Regions from separate parts of the Sus scrofa genome. Here regions 2 and 3 are each linked to region 1. Evidence: chromatin contacts called from public HiChIP or PLAC-seq data. All regions are on one chromosome and are shown on one strand. The core of a region is the stretch at or near the end of the contact, and the rest is flanking DNA. Distances in the headings are between cores, read along the strand shown.

Evidence for each region. HiChIP or PLAC-seq counts read pairs in DNA pulled down with a chosen protein or histone mark.
Region 2: an H3K27ac HiChIP or PLAC-seq map of alveolar macrophages shows a contact between it and region 1. The contact joins two enhancer-like sites. A contact is called at or near these places in 1 of 5 promoter capture datasets (skeletal muscle), 1 of 47 Hi-C or Micro-C datasets (omental adipose tissue) and 2 of 2 datasets of contacts at active chromatin or transcription factors (alveolar macrophages and skeletal muscle).
Region 3: a contact with region 1 is called in an H3K27ac HiChIP or PLAC-seq map of alveolar macrophages. The contact joins two enhancer-like sites. A contact is called at or near these places in 2 of 2 datasets of contacts at active chromatin or transcription factors (alveolar macrophages and skeletal muscle).

What each region holds. Positions count from the first base shown.
Region 1 is chr10:66,262,658-66,266,940 of Sscrofa11.1, forward strand. No RefSeq gene overlaps it. Among named protein-coding and RNA genes, the nearest start is that of KLF6, 220 kb to the right of the region's middle. Within about 2 kb of position 2,039, at least 18 of the 83 cell types and tissues checked have an H3K27ac peak or open chromatin away from gene starts, as enhancers often do. A contact at or near this core is called in alveolar macrophages, where this site is marked.
Region 2 is chr10:66,507,715-66,511,997 of Sscrofa11.1, forward strand. No RefSeq gene overlaps it. Among named protein-coding and RNA genes, the nearest start is that of KLF6, 21 kb to the left of the region's middle. Within about 2 kb of position 2,072, at least 23 of the 83 cell types and tissues checked have an H3K27ac peak or open chromatin away from gene starts, as enhancers often do. A contact at or near this core is called in alveolar macrophages, where this site is marked.
Region 3 is chr10:66,085,780-66,090,062 of Sscrofa11.1, forward strand. No RefSeq gene overlaps it. Among named protein-coding and RNA genes, the nearest start is that of AKR1E2, 390 kb to the left of the region's middle. Within about 2 kb of position 2,387, at least 2 of the 83 cell types and tissues checked have an H3K27ac peak or open chromatin away from gene starts, as enhancers often do. A contact at or near this core is called in alveolar macrophages, where this site is marked.

The DNA.
Region 1 (4,283 bases), core at 789-3,288:
CACATGCACCCGCATGTTCATTGCAGCACTATTCACAACAGCCAGGACATGGAAACAACCCAAATGTCCATCGACAGATGATTGGATTCGGAAGAGGTGGTATATATACACAATGGAATACTACTCAGCCATCAAAAAGAATGACATCATGCCATTTGCAGCAACATGGATGGAACCAGAGACTCTTACCCTGAGTGAAATGAGCCAGAAAGACAAAGACAAATACATATGATATCACTTTTAACTGGAATCTAACATCCAGCACAAATGAACATCTCCACAGAAAAGAAAATCATGGACTTGGAAAACAGACTTGTGGCTGCCTGATGGGAGAGGGAGGGTGTGGGAGGGATCGGGAACTTGGGCTTATCAGACACAACTTGGAATAGATTTACAAGGAGATCCTGCTGAGTAGCATTGAGAACTATGTCTAGATACTCATATTGCAACAGAACAAAGGGTGGGGGAAAAATGTATACATGTAAGAATAACTTGATCCCCATGCTGTACAGCAGGGAAAACAAACAAACAAACAAAAAACCACCTGAAATTAAAGCTAGAACAATTGATCCATAAGAATTTACCTTAACCATTTTCTAGAAACGGTATTAAAAAATACCTACTTAAAAATGGACAATGAAACTTCTAACTCATAGTCAAATGTTTAAAATTAACCAAATACGGAGTTCCTGTCATGGCGCAGTGGAAACGAATCCGACTAGGAACCATGGGGTTGCAGGTTTGATCCCTGGCCTCGCTCAGTGGGTTAAGAATCCCGCGTTGCCGTGAGCTGTGGTGTAGGTCACAGACGTGGCTTGGATCTGGCGTTGCTGTGACTGTGGTGTAGGCTCACGGCTACAGCTCCACTTGGACTGCTAGCCTGCGAACCTCCATATGCCTAAATAGCAAAACTAAATAAACAAATAAAATAAAATGAACCAAATACTACTCTTAAAATATCATATTTCTAGTCTTGGGTTTTTGTCTGCTTTATTTTTGAAGCAAGATTTCCGGCAGGGTTTTTTTTTCTCCTATTTACTACTTAAGCGGGAAAAAAATGTTATCACTCATGACAAAAATGCAGACACATTAGGTCTGAAAGATAGAGGGTGTTTCCTACGACTTCCTTAATGTAAAGATGAGGATGCAGGTGGGTGCTTGACAAGCCTGGGACCGCAGTTCGCTCCAGAAAGTCAGGCCACCTTCTGGCGCCGCATCCCGAGACTCATTTCTGAGCAGCAGTTACTGCTGAAGATCCTAAAGCTTGGAGATGAAACAGGAGCAGGCCTGGCCATGAAATGCCATCCCCAGGTCCACTCCTGGGAGGTACGCTGAGCCCCTTCTTTGTCCCGTTGGATGTTAGGTTCACATCCATCCGCTGGGGACGTGGGAGAGACTGGACAAAGGTGTGTTCGAGCCTGGCTCCATCCAGAGTCGTGCGCTCTGGAACATGGCACCCCACCCCCCCAAGCCTAAATTTCTGAAAAGGGCAGCATGATATTCTGTTTTGTTGTAAAAATGATACCTGGGAGATACATGCAGCCTGAAAGGTGTCCCCCGAAATTCACATGTTGACACTCGACCCTCCTGGTGCTGCCGAATGTGACATGTGTGGAGACAAGTTCTTTTAAAAGGTAATTAATTAGAACGAGGTCATTGGGGTGACCCTAACCCACAGGGCTGGTGTCCTTGTAAGAAGAGGCCAGGACACAGGCTCACAGAGGGGTGACCATGTGAGCACGTGGCAGGGGTTGGGGAGTGGGGGAGATGGGGTCCACCCGCCCAGGAGAGAGGCCTCAGGGGACCCAGCCCGGCCCCCACCGTGATCTAAGACCCCTGGCCTCTAGAACTGGGGGAGAATCCGCGGGTAGGCCCCCCGTCTGTGGTCTTTCGCTGTGGCAGCCCTGGCAGACTGACGTGACCTCTCAACAGAGTAAGTGCACCAAAGGCAGAGACAATCTCCCTAACACCAGGGCCGCCTCCACCCAGGGCAGAGGCCCTGGCCCCGAATACGTGCTTAGCGAGCGGAGGCGGGAGACCAGGCCACTCGCCTCACGACTTACTCTATTCACTTCCTGTTTGTCCCATCACTGCAAAGGGCGTCGCGTTGACAAGTTTCCTGTTTTTGCAGAAATTTTATTATTATTCTCTATAGAGGTGTTTTTCTCCAACTCTATGTTTCTCTTTCAGCAAGGAAGGAAGGACATTGAACGAGGAAGACAGATATCAATCACCAATTATATAAGAATCTGAGCCAACAGATAAACAAATCCACCATATCATAAAAACGTAAACTCAGGACGTGAGCCACTGAGAATGAACTCAGAGCCATCCCGCTGTTCCAAGACCTCAGGCAATCATTTCCCTGTGATAAGCCTCTGCTTCCTCATCTCCGAGTACGGCGTCGGGGTCAGTCTCTAAAGTCCCTTCAACCTTTGATTCCTGACTCAGTGTTTAAGGCCTCATTGAAACCAGCAGAATTAAAATAGCGACCGATACGCCTGACACTGATGTGGTGACCACATCAGGTGACCACAACGGCCTCGGTCTGGAGAGGAAGGTCAGTGACCCATGGAAAGGTAGCTGCGGAAGCTTGGCTGTCAGCAAATGAGGCACGTCTTCCAGGTTCCCTCGCGGTGCTCAGGTGCTGCGGGAAAAAGGTGTTAATCAGGGCCCAGCTTCCAAAATGAAAAGAATACGTATCATATCAAGCCGTGTAAAGCCATTCTGAGACCTTTATCGCGGCCTTCACCGACTCCCAGTGTCTCATGCGGGAAGGTGGCTCCTCATTTAGAAAACATTCTTCCTGACCGGTGAACTTTCCCAGTTGCATACATATAGTATGCATGGGAATGTACATATTTCTACAAATGTGCATGTATAAATACATTATAATATTAATGTATAAATTTATTGTTATTATTATATATATATTGGTATGTCTCTGCACAGAGCTGATAGTCAATATAAGATCAGCATATCCTAGACAAGCAGATAGCATTGGCAGTTAAGTTATACACAAATAAATATGTATTCAAATACTGTAATATACATAGTAAATATTATATGAATTCATCCGGGTTAAAATCCAGACTCCTCCACTTAACTGTACGTGAAATTACATAATTTTCCTACACTTGTACTTCAATACCACTCGACTCAAAAAATTTTGTAAAAGATAATTCTCTTTGTGTAGCTGTTGTGTTTTTCTTAATTAGCCTTTCAAATGTATTGATATTTGAAAGTAAGGAATCTGTTCTCTCCCGAGTCTTGTTCTACAAAATTCACTCGCAGTCGCTTCTCTCAGAAACATCCTTTTTCTCTCTCTTTTCCTCTCTCCCTCTCTCTCTCCGCCAGGGTCATCACCCAAGCTCTGCCTCCCACAGGGCACGTGAGGCCATTTAAATTTAAACTTATTAAAATTTAAATGAAAGGGTAAAATTCCCTTTCTCTTCCCAGTGTATCAGAGACACATGTGGCTCGTGGCTCATGGCGACCACCTTGGAAACTACAGGCCCAGGCCGATTTTATTCTTGGGGAAAGTTCTGTCTCACAGCCCCGCTCTAGCGGTTCTAAATTCTTGGTAGGAACAGGTTGCATGTTAAATGAGGGTTGGAGCTCTCGTTGTGGCTCAGCGGGTTAAGAGCCGGACTAGTGTCCATGAGGATGTGCGTCCGCTTCGATCCCTGGCCTCCATCGGTGGGTTAAGCATCCAGCGTTGCCGAGAGCTGCAGCGTAAGTCGCGGATGTGACTCGGATCTGGCGTTGCTTCGACTGTGGTGTAGGCCAGCAGCTACGGCTCTGATTCGACCCCTAGTCTGGGAACTTCCGTATGCCAAGGGTGTGGCCCTAAAAAGAAAAAAAAAAACAACATTTTTGAAGAAGGAAGTTGCTTTACTGTACACAAGCGGCTGAGTCACCCGCTGCTCCATGAGTCGTGGCGTCTTAGATGCTCGATGGCGTTACTCCAGCAGCTGAAACTACAGATCCGTGTCTGGGTTTTACTGCCGTCATTTCTAATTCCGTTTAAGTCCACTTCGAGACTTGTACAGCACAGCTTCTCCTCCGGGCCCCATGGATGGACACGCGGCCACCAGAGCAGGACAGGCGACGGCCCCTTTCTGCGCAGAACAGTCTAATGAGAACCTGACTCTGCCACGTGTCCAGGGACACGCAGGAGAGAGAGAGGACGGGGACCGAGCTACCAGGGGCGACTAGAGAAAATCCGAGTGACTGGGAAAGAGACGATGAGAAAGGGCCTGATCTGGCCCCTCAGATACCCG
Region 2 (4,283 bases), core at 822-3,321, 250 kb after region 1:
TGAGTCCTCAGCTTCTGTGCCCTGTCCCCTCCCAGTGCAATGGCCCACACAGGCAACCACCTCTCCGTCCTTCTTCTATAACAGCAGTGAGTGGCAGACCAAGTCCAGCTTCTTGGGGACAGGTCTCTGTAAGGTCTTAGGTGAGAAGAGGGCGTGTTTTAGAATCCAGCAGACCTGGCATCAAATGCCAGCTCTGGAAGTTTCTAACCATGAGGCCTCGTGAAGTCGCTTAAGCTCTGGAGTGGCCACCTTCTGACGTCCGAAGGGGTTAGGGATGTCAGCACCTCAGGAGGCAGGGCCTGGAGAGGAGGAGTTTCCCCTTGGCAGGTGCTGGCCTTTTAGAGCAGATGGTAAAACTGTTGGATCCACCCCCGCGAACATGGCCTCAGCCTGGACTGATTGCAGCACCGCAGCTTTCTTTCCCTGCCTGTGACTCCTCGCGTGTGACGCCCTGGGTCTGGACGACAAATGCTATTAATCCGGTAGTGTTAGTGTCAGAGCTGAGAGGAGAACCAGGCCTTTGGCTCTGCTCTCTTGTCTGCTTCCTGCTGAATCACGGTCATGACCGATTCCCTGACCTTGGACACTGCGGGCAAGCCGCGTGGCGTGCGGGGGATGGAGTACGGGTTGCCACAGGATCAGCCCTCATCCTGTGCAGCCTGGGCTTGCGAGGCCCACTGCTGCTCTGCAGGTGTCACACAGCTGCTGTGGACCGACCGTTGTGTCCCCCGAATCCACACGGCACATTGAAGATCACCTCCTGTTAGTCTCCCCCAAACCGTGAGCACAGGATTTACGGTCCCTGTTTCAGGATGGTGGTCCCTAAGGCCCAGCATGCCCGTGTCCCTGACCCCAGCCCATCACCCAGACCTTTAACAGCTAAACTGTCCGTGACCCCTCAGCAATGCCGAATAACTGGGGTGTTAGCCAGGCTCACGGGGAGCAGGTTTTCATCGAGGCGTGGCAGTGACCCGGGTCTCCTGGGCTGGCACCCCAGGTGGCTTGTGAGTCAGGAGAGGGGCACTGGGGTGGGGCCGTCAAGCAAAGCTGCATTTTCTTGTCCATTCACGCCATTGTGGGAAAATCTGTCAAGCCTCGGGAAAGTGGCCGGACACGTTTCTCCGTAAGCTCCTGGGCACACATGCAAGAGGTGCCACACCCCTGACCTCACAGAAGAGGGAAGGCCTGGCTGAGGCTCCCTGAAGAAATGCAAGGCATGTCCACATAAATCTGGATTGTCAGGCAGTGACTTGTGCCCTGAGAGGCCCTGTGGGGCAAGAGAATGAGATGGGCTGGAAACTGAGTTCCAGCCCTGTTGGCCACGTCTGAGCTGTGTGGCTGTGGGTGAGTCCCTCGACCTCTCTGAGCCTTCACTGCAACATCTTGTTTGCGAGCTGTTGCTTGCCGGAACTTGTTTGCATGTATGTCCTGTTTCCTAAGTCTGCAAATTCAGCAGGTCAAAAGCAAGAACCCGAAGGATGAGAGAATTAACCGAAGGGGATGGATCCCACACGGGGACCCTGGCTCACGACCTTTTCTGCAGCTCATTTAGTCTTCCATTTTAATTAATGTGTCCGACTTCTTTTTTGCCTAATGCTCCTTTCCACAGAGTCGGTGGTGACTTTATCTCCATGCACAGTTCTTTTTCAAGCCCCAGATGTTTGGCATAGAAATGAACCAAAAAGCTGGGGTTTGAGATGCTTCTCTGCTTCCTCAAGAAAGTCTGGAGAGAGGACCCAGCTGAGCAGCCCGGCCGGGCGGGCAGAAGGGTCCTCGGAGCTGCAGCTCTGGTGGAGAAATACCTCCTTAATGCAGTACATGGAGAGCAGGAAATGAGGTGCTTTTACTGTTTTATTGCTTGCGGAGTCGAATCGAAGTCAAGAGGCAGAAGTCACGACGACTCAAGAGGTCTTGAAAACATGGCAAGCCTCTTAGAGAATGGCACGCTTTTATACAGCCTGTGCGGAGAGAAAATTGTGATTAAGGATCTGTAATTTTTATTTGCAGACTTTCAGTTCTGCTCTCACTTGGTTGAAACCATCGTTTCCGTCTTTCATTTCCTGTATTGGGTATGTCCCCGAGAACAGCTTCTCTGCACGTCTACACTGCCTGGATCTCGGCACTTTGAGGAGCGGGGCCGTGCCTGTGCCTCCTGCCTGGAGGGAGGACTCTGGTTCACCTCTAGGAGCCCTTGCCAACGGGGACCTGAGCACGCGAAGGTCTGGGCGCCCGAAAGGGTGCTCGTACCCATGCCCACAGCCACGCACACAACTGAAGGCTGGAGAGCAAATGCAGAAGTCGCTAGTGGGAGAAAATGCCATTGCCAACTGCACATGGAACTAAGGTTTCGAACCAGATGGAAAATCAGAAGATTCTGAGGAACTTGAAAGTTACCCGAGAACTTGTGCTCTGAGATTAAAAACTCAACCTTTCTTCATCCTAAATATCATGCAGATTCTGACTCCTAAATGTGCAGCAAAAACCTCAAAAAAAAAAAAAAAAAAAAAAAAGAAAGAGTAAGGAGAAACATGCATGTTTTGTGTGCATTTTGAAAAAGAAGGTACTGGTCAATACCAATCTTTAGTTTTCTCCCTGACGCTAAAAGTGAAGCTCGAATTCCTTGGCTGAGCATGAAACCGGGAGCTCAGACGCGGAGAGATGAGGCCATGGGCGCCTCCGGGCCTGTGCTGGTCACACTCCCAGCGTTCTTGTCGCGGTCCACCACCTCCCAGGCCTTCACCATGTTGAAAGTTTAAGAGCACGTATCCCCCGGGGCATTCTGAGAATGTCCTAGAACATATTTGGAAAGGGAAACAGAAAGGCCCTTTTATTTTTTAGGAACCATTGTCTCAATGATCTCATCCTGGAGAGTGACGGGAAGGACCCAGGCAGCGTCAGCTCTGATTCTGGCCTCTGAGCCCCGTGCTGCCCGAGGTCTGCTTCTCGAATCCACCTCAGGGCTGCGCGGGGGCCCCTGGCTGTGATCCCGGGGAAGGAAAGAGGGAGGGCACGGCCCCCCAGCACCCGGGACCCACCTCGGAGCATCCTGCCTCTTCTGCAGATGGGCCCGCGTGAGCGAGATGCACAGAGCTCTGCTCCCCGCCTCCCCCCCCCCCCCCGCCTCCACGGGGAGCGGGGGTGGGGGTGGGGGGTGGAGGAAAGGACAGTGGTCGCTCCCTTCCAAGTCACATCCTGCCCAAAAGCTCCATCAGGAGGAAGCGGCGTGGGGCCACCGTGACAGAGGACTTCAGCCTGGCGGTCTTCCTCAATCACCCTTTTTGCTCTTTTGTCCTTCACTGTCCTTGGCCCTTCCTCCCTTAGCCCCCAGGGCTCTGCCAGTGCTTCTCCCTGTGAAGCCTGAAAATTTCACAAGACACAGACCCTAGAGTATCTCCTAGGACAGAGCCTGAACCACAGGGGCCACTCTTAGAAACAGTCCTTTGCCTTGTGGTTGGGGGGTTCGCTGGGGAGCTCTTGGGGCTCTTTACTGTCCAAGGTTGAGACCTAACAGCTTGGCTGCAGGAGCTGTCTTCTGTGCCCCTCCTTCCCGCCTTCCAGAAGCATGTGCTTTGCCATCTGATGGCCTTAATTAATGGCACACACCTCTCTCCGCATCTGTGAAAAGGCGTCACGATGGCACCCGTCTCTTAGGGGTGTTCACATACTTAAGAAAGACTTGGAACAATGCAGGGTCCTGAGAGAGCACTCAGTAAGTGCCAGCTATGCCTCCTGGCTCTTTCTTCAGCTCCTTGCCATGGCCGTGCCCCTCTGACAGGGAAACAGAGGGGAAATTAGAAAGGAGTCTCGCTTCCCAGGATCTAGTGAGTGAGCTGAGAGACACAAACACAGCATCCTTAAGCGAGGCCGTGTCACAGGAAGGGCGTTGAATGAGGAAATCTCAGTTCGGGGGTTCCCGTGTGGTCCAGCAGGCTAGGGATTCGGCATTGTCACAACAGTGGCTAGGGTCGCTGCTGTGGTGTGGGTTCGATTCTTGGCCCAGGAACTTCTGCCTGCTGTGGGTGCAGCCTGAAAAAGAAAAAAAAAAAAGGAAAAAGGAAAAAGAAAATGTGAGTACAAATGAACCAGCCAAGAAAAGGAACCTTTAATAATTGGTGTAAATGCCAAAACCACGGGAGAAGTGGGTGGCGTTTGCTCCTTGAAGATGTGTTTATTTCAGTAGTTTAGAGGAGCAGGGAAATCGTTTTCCTAGGGGGCTTGTACGTGAGGGGTTGTCAAGATACCTCTAAGGCCATGAGAAAGAGGTTTTGCTGGGGAACAAAGTT
Region 3 (4,283 bases), core at 1,137-3,636, 180 kb before region 1:
TGGTGACAGATGGTTCCAGCCATGCGTCCCACCAGGGAGCGTTTCCTGGCTCCCTGTAACTTGCAGAGCTGCCCATCCAAACTCTCCACGGATTCTTAGGTCCTCCCTGTATCCTTCCAACACAATGTCTCTTTAAGGAGAGGGCAGGCGGAATTCTAAAGACGTTCCACCCACTGATTCCTGTCTGTTGGTCGGCTAGTCAGACACTGTTTGGTCTGCTGTGGGGGAACTGTGCAGGTAAAGAAAAGCCCCAGGTCAGTTACCTGAAGCTACGGAGAGTGTGAATGTGGGCGTGGCCCAAGGGACACAAGGCTTTTAAAAGCAGTTTCCTCTGGCTGGTAGCAGAATAGAGACAAGAGATTAAATCACAGGAGGACTCACTGGCACAAAAACAGACGCGTACATCAGTGAACGGAATGGAGAGCCCAGAGATAAACCAACACACCTACGGTCAATTAATCTACAGCAAAGAGGCAAGAATATTACAATGGAGGAAAGACCGTCTCTTTGATAAGTGGTGCTGATAACACTGGACAGCTACGTGTGAAACAAGGAGGTTGGGACATTTCCTCACACCATATACAAAAATAAACTCAAAGTGAATTAAAGGCCTAAATGAGGCGTTCCCGTCGTGGCTGAGCCATTGACAAGCCGTTGACAAGCCCAGGTTCAATCCCTGGCCTCACTCAGTGGGTTAAGGATCTAGCGTTGCTGTGAACTGTGGTGTAGGTCGCAGATGCAGCTCAGATCCTGCGTTGCTGTGGCTGTGGCATAGGCTAGTGGCTGTAGCTCTGACTTGGCCCCTAGCCTGGTAAGCTCCATATGCTGTAAGTGCAGCCCTAAAAAGACAAAAAAAAAAAATAAATAAAATAAATAAAGACCTAAATGTAAGACCTAAAAACCATAAAACTCCTAGAAGAGAACACAGGCAGAACACTGTTTGACGTAAATCACAGCAATGTTTTTTTGGATTTGTTTCCCAAGTCAAATGAAATAAAAGCAAAAATAAACAAATAGGACCTAATTAAACTTAAAAGCTTTTGCACAACAAAGGAAACCACTGATAAAATGAAAAGACAGCCTACAGAATGGGAGAAAATATTTGCAAATGATATGACAAATAAGGAGTCAATATCTGAAATACACAAACAGCACAACCAAAAAATGGGCAAAAGACCTGAATAAACATTTTTCCAAAAAAGACATGCATAGGAATGGCTAACAGGTGCATGAAAAGATGCTCAACATCATGCTAATTATTAGAGAAGTGCAAACAAAACCACAGATATCACTTCACACCTGTAAGAATGGCTGTCATCAAAAAGTCTACAAATAGGAATTTCCATTGTGGCTAAGGTTCTTAAGCAGGTTAAGAACCATGAGGATATGGGTTCGATCCCTGGCCTCGCTCAGCAGGTTAAGGCTCTGAGCTGTGGCATAGTTTGCAGATGTGGCTAGGATCTGTCATTGCTGTGGCTGTGGCACAGGCCAGCAGCTGCAGCTCCAATTCAGTCCCTAGCCCAGGAACATCCATATGTTGCAGGTGTGCCTCCCCCACCCCCCGCCACCCAAAGTGTGCAAATAACATGTTGGAGAGGATGTGGAGAAAAGGGGACACGTGCGCATTTTTGTGAGAATGTAACTTCTTGCAGCCACTTTGGAAAACAGTAGGGAGGTTCCTCAAAAACCTGAAAATAGAATTATCATATGACCCAGCAATTCCGCTCCTGGGTATATTTCCTGAAAACACTCATTCGAAAAGATGCGTGCGTCCCAGTGTTCCTAGCAACACTATTTACAGTAACCTAGATACGGAAGCAACCCCAGTGTCCATCAATAGATAATCGGCTTAGGAAGTCGTGGTATACACGTGTCATGGAATCTTACTCAGCTATAACAAGAATGAGGCTCTACCATTCATAGCAACGTAGATGGACCCAGAGAATAGCATGCTTAGCAACATAAGTCAGAAAGAGGAAGAGAAATGCTCTATGATATTTATACGGAAGCTAAAAATGAATACAAATGAATGTATGTAGCAGACTAAAAACCGACTCAGACAGAGAAAACGAACTAGTGGTTACCAGTGGGGAGAGGGAGGGAGGAGAGACAAGGTAGGGGTATGGGGTTAACAGATACAAACTACTATATATGAAATAAAAAAGCTACAAGGTATGTTTTACAGCAGAGAGAATTATACCCATTATTTTGTAATAACTTTTAAGGGTCTATAATCTGTGAAAATATCGAATGACTATGTTCTACACCTGAAACTGATATAATATTATAAGCCAATTATACGCCAATAAAAAAAAGAGCTGACTAGATCCACTTCCTTTTCAACAGCAAATCTCCCAAAATACAGATTGCGTGGCTCCTTCCTTGATCTTGCAGTGAGACTTCCTCATTTCTAGAACCGTCTTCATCTCCCTAAAACACACACCATGTTGGGTTGTCTCCGCACACTTTCAGAATCAAAGTACTCGTCTCCTACAGCACAAAGAGTTCGTCCTGAGAAAGCCACCTGGGAAGGCCTGAGGTCTTTTTAAGACCAGGGTATGTGGGACACGGACGGACCGTCCCATGGATCCGTCCAGTGGGCCTTCGGCAGACCCACGTTCTTTGGGGGAAAAGGGGAGGAGAAAGATGAGTAGCTCAGTGTAATGGCCACTGTACGTCTGGAGGAAACACTCCTCACAGCGACCTTCTGAAGCTGAAAAGACAACTGCATCCAGTTTACAGCTGAGGAGAATGAAACAAGTTCAGTCTTGGGCTCTCGCTGGGCCCCAGATGCTGGGCGGAAGCATGCTGCCGTGAACACAGGCTCAAGAGGCACTTCTTGATTTGGCTGAGCTTATGCTGTGCATTTCATCACCAGAACATAAAAAGTTACCGTTAAATTACAAATCTAACAGTGTAAATACTACAAATACCATGACGTTTTCAGGATGAAAACAAAGACTGAGAAATGGGAATTTCTTCCCCTTTGGTTAAAATGATACATTGTGGGACATTCCCGCTGTGGCGCAGCGGGTTAAGAATCCAACTGCAGTGGCTTGGGTTCAATCCCCAGCCCAGCCCAGTGGGTTAAAGGATCCAGGGTTGCCACAGCTGTGGTATAGGTCTCATCCGCAGCTTGTATTCAGTTCCTGGCCCAGGAACTTCCATATGCCATGGGTGCAGACATAATTTATAGAACTTGGTTTCTATGGATTTTCTTGTGGGCACCTTGCTAGTCTCTGAGGGGAATGGAGAGGGCCAGGAATTGGGGCAAATGCTGCCCTCCACAGGCTCCAGCCATAGCTCTAATTTCCAAGAAAGTAATGGGCAAAAGGGGAGATGGTGGCACTGACCAAGACCTCATGAGACCCACTCACAGTGTCATCCACTCTTCGGATGCTTTTTTTATGCCACACATCAGTTCTGCTGTTGGCAATGCCCTGAATTCTGAGTAGATTAGAGCGGTACATTATGTGCAGTTTTGCTTTATATACTCAATGCATTATTTATACTTCTATTTTCAGAACATTAAATTCTTTGCATTTTGCTACCCTCTTTCATCTACACTAAAAAGACTTACAGACTCAAGTGTCCTCTCAGGGAGCAAGGAGGCTTCTTCGGGTGTAAGGAACATGAAGCACCACTCTGCTCCCTTCTGGACATCTGCACAGAAATATTCGTGTACCCGGCATTGATTGAAACATACACTGTCTCCTTCACATCTGCATCTCCATGGATTTCTTGAAATCTCGGTGCAGTCCTGTGCTGTCTGCAGGCCACCTTAGAGTCCACACTGAGGAGAATGGTTTAAGGGAGTCGTCTACAAGGGAGTAGAATTAAGCTTAACTTATTTGTGTCTCCACGACTTGCATACTTATTCACTCGGCAGGTGGTCGTAAATACTAGAATCTGGGGGCGGAGTCACAGGAAGCAGATTATCCTGGTAGGATATTTAGCATTTATATCCTATCAGCGAGGACAGGATATCCTATCAGCTGTGTTTCTGTGACAGCTAGATACACAGCTCCTTGCCTATAGTTGTGGTTAGGTTTCCTAGGAAGATAGTGTTCCCTGTGAATGTCGGGGAAAGTGGGGCTGGGAGGTTGTGCACAATGAGCCAAAAATGGGACCGTTGATCTGAGATCTGAATAAAAGGAGATATTCACTAGGAGAAAGTAAAAACATGGGCGTGTAGGAAGGCTATGCTCCAGATCAGAGAAGTAGCTTCTAAGAGGCCCTAGAGGCTGGACGTGCACAGGGTTCAAAGAGAAGAAAAGCATCAG